Linked DNA regions of Callithrix jacchus: region 2 is linked to region 1. The links are chromatin contacts, called in public Hi-C maps. All regions are on one chromosome and are shown on one strand. Each heading gives the region's core, a stretch centred on a gene start, on an enhancer-like site or on the middle of the called end of the contact. The rest is flanking DNA. Distances are from core to core; before and after follow the strand shown. Region 1 holds the start of POLR2H (RNA polymerase II, I and III subunit H). Region 2 has its middle 39 kb from the start of CHRD.

The links. A called contact is a pair of places that touch in the nucleus more often than the background predicts.
Region 2: a contact with region 1 is called in a Hi-C map of induced pluripotent stem cells, with 1.9 times the contacts expected there. The contact joins the enhancer-like site here to the promoter of POLR2H in region 1. A contact is called at or near these places in 2 of 3 Hi-C or Micro-C datasets (induced pluripotent stem cells and skeletal muscle).

The regions. Positions count from the first base shown.
Region 1 is chr15:13,338,446-13,343,215 of calJac240_pri, forward strand. It overlaps POLR2H (RNA polymerase II, I and III subunit H), which reads left to right and starts at 1,869. Exons shown (of 5, transcript XM_035275288.3): 1 at 1,869-2,142. It overlaps CLCN2 (chloride voltage-gated channel 2), which reads right to left and starts at 1,692. Exons shown (of 23, transcript XM_078350383.1): 1 at 1,501-1,692. The coding sequence starts at 1,566.
Region 2 is chr15:13,395,091-13,399,791 of calJac240_pri, forward strand. No RefSeq gene overlaps it. Among named protein-coding and RNA genes, the nearest start is that of CHRD, 39 kb to the left of the region's middle. Within about 2 kb of position 2,296, at least 2 of the 16 cell types and tissues checked have an H3K27ac peak or open chromatin away from gene starts, as enhancers often do.

The sequences.
Region 1 (4,770 bases), core at 619-3,118:
TGAACCAGGGCTAGACCTGCCAAGCTGGGCGTGTGTTGGGGGCGGGGAGGAGTAGATTCCGGCTGCCACCCGCAGAGCTTCGGGACACAAAGGGCTCCTGTTGGGGCTGGGATGGGGGGGAGGGAGGGAAAGATAGAGAGGGTGAGAGATAAAGAGTGAGGAAAGGGCAAGCAAAGAGAAGAGAGGGAACTAGGGAGGAGAAAGGAAAAGAGAAAAGGCAAGGCGAAGAGACGGGCAAGAGAAAGAAGGGATGACAGTGGAAGAAGTCGGGAGGAGGAAGCGAAGCACAGAGAGTGTAAAAAGGCAGGCACCGTGTAGGAGGAGGGAGGCGAGTGGGAAGGATGAAGGATGGGACGGGAACGGGGGAGGCTAGAGCTTAGAGTGCCTGGGACAGGGCTGGCCCCTGAGAGCTCATTCCAGAGACAGCTGGAAGGGACGGAGGTGGAGAGGTGGCCAGTGCAACAGAGGCACCAGGTACCTGGCTTCCTTGACCACGCTCCTATCCTGGTCTGGGCAGACTGACAAGTATCTCCTACCCCATCCCAAGGGATGGTTCCTTTACTCAGACCTACTCCCACCTCTCCCGGCCATCCTGATTCATCCAGCTACTCTCTCCTAACTGGGCACCTCCCAGACTCAGTTATAGCCTCTCTTCCCCAAGATGTTCCCTCCCTGCCACCTTTCTGGGCAAATTCCAGCCCAAACTGGTAGGGGCCCCTTCCTTTCTCTAGGGTTCGGTCTTCCACCTCAGTGACATGGGGGGGGGGGTCACGTGGCTTCTCAAATGCCAAGTAACAATGGGGGCAATGAGTCAGCTCAGAGCCCAGGACCCCTGCTTCTAATGGGGTCAAGTGACACACCCTGGGGTGGGTGGGGGCTGGCTACCCCGTGTCAGAATGGACAAAGGTCCCAATTCCCACACCTATTCCTGCTTCACCCACCCTCCCTAAAGCTCCTGTCCCCCAGAGTGGCAAGCCACCTTTTTCCAGAGTCAACAGAAGGACTCCTGCCAACGCTGGGTGTGGAGCCCTCAGAGGTAGGGGCTGGGGCTGACCCTCTTACTACACACTGGATTCTATGCTTAGAACGGTGCCAGGCGCATGCCAGGGACACAGGGAATGTCTTGGGTGGCGGAGACAGTGGCGTGGAGAAAGTTCAATGGTGTGAATGGTGCCGCGGAAGGGGCAGTGGGTGCTGAGACTCAGGCCCAGGTGATGAGGGGAGAAGCAAAGAAAACGTGTGTGTTGGGGGGTGAAGGGAAGGGCACCTGAGACAAGTACCTGGTGTCCTTGTCCTCTGTAGGCCCTCAGCCTCAGCGAGAAGCCAGCATGCATCTTTCCATCCCTTCGGCCCCGCAGCCTCGGACTTCCGAGCCTCAGTTTCCCCAGCTCAAAAGGCTGGGACGGGATTCAGATAGGCCCTCGGTCCTCGCGCTGCCGAGGGTAACCTGGAGCAGCGGTCCCGGAGCGCACTCCGCGGGCTGGGCTCGGCTTCACTTACCAGGGTCTGCTCGTACTGCAGCGCCCGCGGCTCCATCCCCTCCTCCGCTGCCGCGGCCGACGCCATCTCCCTGCACTGCCCTCTCGCCTCCCTCCGGGGCTCGGGCTCTGCCCTCTACTCGGCTTCCGGCCCGCAGAGTCAGCGCCGGCGGCCGTCCCGTCCCCGCAGCCCGGGAGACCGAGAGCAGAGTGCGGCGGGCCCGGAGCGGGCGCCGCAGGCGCAGCCTCCGGCTCCTGTCCCCTCCTCGGCGGGCGGGCCGAGGGTGGTGCCCTCTGCGCTGCTCCGCCCGCCAGCCCATCCGGAGGGGCCGGCCCAGCCAGGCCGGGGTCCGCGCGGGGCCTCCCGAGAGGCGGTAGGGGGCGCTGAGCAGTCTGGAGCCCGCGCCGGCTCCCTGCGGAGGCCGGGGAAGGAGAGGGGCGCCCGGGGCCGGGCAGGGGCGGGTCCGCGGGCACGTGGAGGGGCCGGGCCGGGTTGGCGGTTCCCTGCGTCCGGGCAGGAGGGGCTGCAGATGCCCGAGCTCCGCAGGGCTCAGGGATGGGGGTGCTGAGTGATCTACATCGGACGCCTCCGGGTCAGCCGGTTAGAAGCCGCTTCCCCTCTCCCCGTCCCAAGGGACTTGCAGCTCTGACAGGCCTGTCAGGGGTGAGCAGCAAAGCTGGGAGGATTCGGGGCGGATCGGGGCCGTCTTCCTTACTCCTTCCTTTCCCGGGGCTGCCCCAGGGAGGTGCACCCGGAGCAACCCGGCCTGCGGGGTGTGCGGGGGTGGAGGTTGGGAGGGCCCCGGAAGGGGTAGGCCGGAGGAGGGGAGCTCCACGGGCCGGGAGTCCACGCCCGGAACGCGGGCGTGGAGAGCAGAGGTCGCTTCTCCCTGGCTGGGCTCAAGGAGGAACCCGAGTCGCTGCTGCTGTCCCTCCGCTTTCGGGGAACGGTCTGCTGGTGCTCGGGGTTCTCTGTCAGGGGCCAGGGAAGGATAGAAAAGAGGGCGGAGCGCGCGCAGGGTGGACGGGCAGCTGAGCGACAGTGTGAGAGGAGCGGGGGCGGCGCCCAGGACGCGGACAGGGTGCGGGAGAGCCAGTAGTACCAGAAGGAAGGGCTATTTGGGAGGCAGAGGCGGGGCTCGGGGGGCGGGGGCAGTGCCCGGGGAGGGGGGGGGGCCCTGGGAGAGAAGCCGCCACCCAGGAGGAAGGGCCAGTGCGAGGGAAGAGCTGGTATTCAAGGGAGAGGGCAGTGCTAGGCCGAAGGGGTACGGAGGGGATCCGTGTCCAGTAAACGGGAACGCAGAGTACCAAGCTGGAGGGGGAGTGCCCAGGGGGCGGGAGCCAGGCTGAAGGGGCGGTGCGCGGGAAAACCAGGGCCTGGGGGAAGAGGGCAGTGTCGTGGGGTGCCGTATGAGGGGAGGGGACCATGCAGCCTTTCCATTTCTCCAAAGCGACGTCATGGCAAATTCCCAAACTGGACGGATCCGGCTCAGGTTACATCCAGAAGGGCCCAGCCGGCCCAGGCCGGCCCCGGCGTCCTTGGTGTCTCCTGGAGGGGCTGGGCACCTCTGGGGCGGGGTTCTTCTCCACCTGCCCTCGGCGAGGACTGTGCCCTTGGCGGGCACGAGGACCGGCGGGATAGGGCTAGGGCCTGGCCGCTCTGGGCCAAGGATCAAGGTCCCTGCCTGGGTTAGGCCCCCACGCATTCCAATCTTCTGGACTCAGACTCTGAAGAGCGCGCAGTAAAGCCCCAGCGTAGCAGAAGCCGCTCTACAGCCGCGGGAGGTTGGACCTATTGTTTCCCCGCCCTGGGCGGAGCCACCTGGCCGTGAGACCCGCCCTCAATGCCGAAGCCTCTCGGAAACAGTCTTTCGGGGAGGAAGTTAGGTAGCCCCGAGAGGAAGATTGTGGCGGAAGTGGTCGCGTTACCGCCTGTTTGTGCGCATGCGCTACTCTTGTCTAGCTGCCGCCTTTCTGGAGGTGCTTTTGCTCATCTCCCTTCTCCACGCGAGGGGGTGCGCGTACTCCCAGCCGTGGTCGCGCGTTAACCCCTTCTGCTGCTCTCCTGGCCCACTTGCGATGGCGGGCATCCTGTTTGAGGATATTTTCGATGTGAAGGATATTGACCCAGAGGGCAAGAAGTTTGACCGAGGTAAGTAAGGTACGAGGTTTGGAGGAAGACGCTAACCTCGCGGACATGTCCCTGGGCCCCATGCCCACCCAGCTCTTGTGGCCTGCTCCTACCAGCAGGTCCTGATGTAGGGACCTCCCTCAGGAAACACTTTATGAATGAGAAAACGGAGACTCAGCTCTCTGGCTTCACGCATGCCGTGCTGGGTGTCTGGATGGCCTTTTGTCATAGTGCTGGCAAACTCCTGAGCATCTTTATAATCGCTGCCTACTCTGTGCTAGACACTGTCTTGTGCGGCTCATACACCCTTTGCCTTACTTATTCTTAAGAGACCTCGGCCGGGCGCGATGACTCACGCCTGTAATCCCAGGACTTTGGGAGGCTGAGGCGGGTGGATCACTTGAGGTCAGGAGTTCGAGACCTGCCTGGCCATCATGGTGAAACCCTGTCTCTACTAAAAATACAAAAATGAGCCGGGTGTGGTGGTGGCGCGCCTGTAATCCCAGCTACTCGGTAGGCTGAGGCGGGAGAATCGCTTGAACCCAGGAGGCTAAAGTTGTGGTGAGCCAAGATCGAGCCACTACACTCCAGCCTGGGCGGCAGAGCCAGACTCCATTAAAAAAAAAAAAAAAATTATATATATATACGCTAAGCAGTTAACTAGTTAACTCTCAGAAAAGACTTCACTAAGCGCTAAAGATTCTGAGAGCGATACAAGAATATAGACTCTGAAGTTAGATTACTTGCTGTGCAGCCTTGGGTGAGTTACTCAAACTCTCAGAGAAAAACAGGGAAGGCACCACCCACCTCATGAAGACTCCTTTTTTTTTTTTTGAGATGGCGTCTCACTTTGTCACTCACACTGACTGGAGTGCAATGGTGTGATCTCGGCTTACTGCAACCTCTGCCTTCTGGATTCAAGCAATTCTCTTGCCTCAGCCTCCCAAGTAGCTGGGATTACAGGTGCCTGCCACCACACCCAGCTCGTTTTTGTATTTTTGGTAGAGATGGGGTTTCACCATGTTGGCCAGGCTGGTCTCCAACTCCTGACCTCCAGTGATCCACCTGCGTTAACCTCCCACAGTGCTGGGATGACAGGTGTGAGCCACCGCGCCTAGTCTCCATTTCTTTATTTTGTCATTGATCAATAATTTTCTCTTT
Region 2 (4,701 bases), core at 1,046-3,545, 57 kb after region 1:
GACACGTTCACTTATGAATGCAGATACAAAAGTCATAAAATAAAATACAAGCAAAATGAATTAATTAGCCCAAACTAGTATTTGGAATACTAAGAATAAACATTCTTACACTCTAGTATTAAATGCTAATAATCCCAGAGTGCTGGGATTATTTAATATGACTCATCATATTAAAAAATTAAAGGAGAAATCTATGATCTTCCTAATAGTTGCAGAAAAAGCCACTTGATAAAAAATTATATGCATTCATGGTAAAACTTAACCAAATTGGGAATAGAAGGAAGCTTTTTGAACATGATAAAGGTTACCCACCAAAAATCACCAGCAGGTGATTCACCCGCCTTGGCCTCCCAAGGTGTTAGGATTACAGGCGAGAGCTACCGCATCTGGCTGAGCTCTACTGATCAGGTACTACACGAATAATTCACAAGTCTTACTCCTGACAACTCTGTGAGGTATTCGGAGATGAATTTTACACAGTGGGTAGAGCAAGAACATGGTGAGAGGCAGTGAGAACAAAGAGTTCGCCTCAGTCTCTGATTCTGGAGGGAGGGATGGATGTGGGTTCAGAGACAGTTGTGGGCTTCGGGGAGGGAGGGGGAGAAGGCAATAGGAATTTGAAGCAGTTCAGGGCAATGGGTTTGATGTCTTTGGTGACATAGAGAAGGAACACATTTATTGTAAAAAAAAAACACGGAAATTGGGCTGGGCGTGGTGGCTCAAGCCTGTAATCCCAGCACTTTGGGATGCCGAGGCGGGTGGATCATGAGGTCAAGAGATCGAGACCATCCCGGTCAACATGGTGAAACACCGTCTCTATTAAAAATACAAAAAATTAGCTGGGCGTGGTGGCACATGCTTGTAATCCTGGCTACTCGGGAGGCTGAGGCAGAAGAATTGCCTGAACCCAGGAGGCAGAGGTTGCAGTGAGCCAAGATTGCACCATTGCACTCCAGCCTGGGTAACAAGAGCGAAACTCCGTCTCAAAAAAAAAAAAAACCCCACAGAAATTAAGAGTATTTTAATACAAGCCCTTGTCACAAACATTCTTAACATTTTGCCATGTTTCTTTCCAGAACTTTTTTTCCCCCAAGATGGAATCTTGCTCTTTCTTGCCTGGGCTGGAGTGCAGTGGCATGATCTCGGCTCACTAAGGCCTCCACCTCCTGGGTTCAAGCGATTCTCCTGTCTCAGCCTCCCGAGTAGCTGGGATTACAGGTGCACGCCACCACACTGGCAAATTTTGTCTTTTTAGTAGAGGTGGGGTTTCATCATGTTGGCCAGACTGGTCTCGAACTTCTGACCTCAGGTGATCCGCCCACCTCGGCCTCCCAAAGTTCTGGGATTACAGGTGTGAGCCACTGTGCTAGGTCTCTTTCTAGAACTTTCTCTAAGAATACATATGCAAGTGTATATGCATAACAGAGAGAATCCAGTCCCTCCTTCTGATGGAGAGGCTGAGGGTCAAAATAAACAAACCCAGAAGCTGGGGGTGGGGTGGGAGTGGGGCCTTCTGGCATCACTGAGGGGGGCCTTTAGCAGGTGGTGGCCCAGCGAGAGGCCCAGCCATCTGGGGGACATGGTGTGGGGTATGAAGACTCCCTTTGTGTTTAGAGCATGTAGAAGACCAGCCTGCAGGTCCCTGAGAGAGGATATAGGAGAGATGGAGGTGAGTGGCTTGGCTTCAACAAGGGGGAGGGGCTGGACTTTGTCCTGACCCCACACCTGTGGGTCAGCCTTGGAACCTTATTTGACCCTTCGAAGAACCCACAGGAATCGATGGAGCCAAGCACCCAGGCTGTGCCTTTCCCTTTCAGGCCTGTTCTGACAAAGATGGGCTCCTGGTGGCCGGTGCTTCACTTAACAGTGCATTGCATATTGTAAATATTTTTCTGTCTCACTGTTTGTTCTCCATCAGGATGTTTGGTGGCCATTCTGCTGTGGATGAACCCTGGCTTCTTGCCCACCCCCTTATGTTGGAAATGCCCACCAGACTGGACCTCTCTGGAGACCAAACCCAGCCCATCTCGGGAGCTGGCCAGTGCCACAGCCTCCCCCTCTCATGGGGACCATGAGTCAGTTGCTCCGTCTTGCGCCTCTCAGCACCTTCCTGTGTGGCGCCAGGCCACCTGTGGAAGCCCCGGCGTGTCTTGCTGCCGTAGCTCGCAGAAGTGATGGAGAAAAGGAGGCCCACACAGACTGAGAAGACACCAAGACAAGGGCATGGCTGCGATCCTGGCACAGGATCCCCGTTCTTCTGCAGCCAGAGTCTTGGCTGAACGGAGCGCTTTCCTCCCAGTGTTTGGCTTGGATGCTAGACCAGGTGAGTCAGCCGTCCTGGCGCACTCTTTCGAGCTGAAAGAGCCAGATGGAGTTGTTGCCAGAAGCATAGAATTATCCATCTTGTCTTCCCAGCCCCCTCTCCGAAACTAGGTCCTGGAATGTGTCCTGTGGGGAGGTGGGCAATGACAAGCTGTAGGCGCTGACATAGATCAGCTCTAAGTAGCACGGAGCCTCTCATGGTCACCCAAGGCCTGGGGCCCCAGATGAGAAACACACTTCTCTATATGTTCTCAGATCCTTGGGCTTGGGCAGGCACCTCCCAGAAGATGCCAGATAGACCTGGTTGGAATCCCAGCTTCATCACTGGCCGGTTGGGAGGCCTTGGCCTTACCTCTCTGGGTCCTCAGAGATGGACTTTTCTCATCTTAAAAATGGAAAATGTTGTCTGAGCTCATGAAGGCAGAAAAGGTCAATGCATATAAATGGCGTGGGGCCTTAAAACTAAGATTTCCATCAGACGGCAATACGCACCACAGGGGTGAAGACCTGAAGGGAGAGCTCCAGTCACTTTATGGAAGATTTCCTATAGAAGTGCCAGAAAATCGAATCCGAGATTTTGAAACCCCTTTTCCACGTTGAGACTCTAAGAATGCAGACAGAGAGGTGACGGGGTGTGTTGTATGGAGGATATCCCCCCTGAAGAAGGCTGTGCTGCAGGTTCCATCTTGGGGACAGGTGAGCTCCTGCTCCCTTATCTCACCCTCGGTAAGGATGAGTGTCTGTGGGGCAGCTTCTCTAAGAGTCTAACATAAGACCCCTGCAAGGGGGCTGGGGTGGCCTGGGGTCCAGTTTCACCTGGGAAATCTGGAGGATGACAGGACAGCTCCCCAGCTGCTCTGGTGGGGCTGCTGCCACTTCACTGGAACCAGCCTGCACCCCCAGTTTTTTTCTGGGTTAGGGAGGCAGGAGCGTTTCTTCTGAACAGAAGTAGGTCCCACGGCAGACGGAGCCTACAAGGACTCCATGTCTTGAGTCCATGCAGAGGGATTCTAATGGGAGGCAGCTGGAGCTGAATACCCAGGGGCTGAGGATGGGGTCTCGCATGACCACCTGAAGTGAGGTTGGATTTGAGACACACTCACAGATTTCAGAGGACTTTGGGAGAAAGAGGCTGAGCCAGCACTCAGCCGGCAACTTGAGTGGAGTGGGTGTAAGAGCACTCCAAGAGAAGGAGGCAGAATTGAACATCTGCCTGCCAAGACAGTCTGAAGCCAACTCTATGGAACTGGCTTGCGGAGGCCAAATAGAAAGAGAAAGAAGACCAAGCCCTCTCCACCGTCTCCAGCTGGCCAGGCCCAAGCAGGGGAAGAGTGAAGGATTTAAGGGAAAAATAAGCTCAGAGTTGGCCGGGCATGGTGGCTCACGCCTGTAATCCCAGCACTTTGGGAGGATAAGGCAGGTGGATCATGAGGTAAGGAGTTCAAGACCAGCTTGGCCAAGATGGTGAAACCCTGTCCCTACTAAAAGTACAAAAAATTAGCCAGGCGTGGTGGCGGGCACCTGTAATTCCAGTTACTCAGGAGGCAGGAGAATCGCTTGAACCCTAGAGGCAGAGGTCGCAGTGAGCTGAGATCATGCCACTGCACTCCAGCCCAGGTGACAGTGCAAGACTCCATCTCAAAAAAACAAAACACTCAACAACAACAACAACAGCGAATCAGCTCAGGGTTTTGATGAATACCTCACATAACATTCCAATTTCTGACTTGAGACTGTGTTTGCAGCTAAGAGCAACCACAGACTATTCTAAGCATGTGCAGAAAAATCTCAGGCCTGCTGAAATTGGTATCCAGGCTGGGGAAGGTGCCCCGTTCTGAATAATTATGATGCAAGGAAATAGCACACTGGTTACTTACGGCTCAGCAGCATGGCCGCTGGGACATGCACAACAGTAGGTCCTTGTCTCACTGCCCCACTCACCTGATGGGCTTGGTGCACAGTGTGCTCTTTCTCTAGCTTGTAGATTATTCCTTGAAGGATGTTTGTCTGAATATCAAGGTCAAGTTGTCTTAGCAAATGCCACTTCTTACCACTGATTACCTTGAAGTCAGACGCTGGGCGTGGTGGCTCACACCTGTAATCCCAGCATTTGGGAGGCTGAGGTGGGTGGATCACCAGAGGTCAGGAGCTCGAGACCATCCTAACCAACATGGTGAAACCGTCTCCACTAAAAATAAAAAAATTAGCCGTGGTGGTGAGTACCTGTAATCCCAGCTACTTGGGAGGCTGAGGCAGGAGGATCACTTGAACCTGGGAGGCAGAGGTTGCATGTGCCAAGATTGTGTTATTATACTCTGGCCTGGGCAACAAGAGCGAAACTGTCTCAAAAACACAGAAACAAAAACAAAAGCAGAGAAG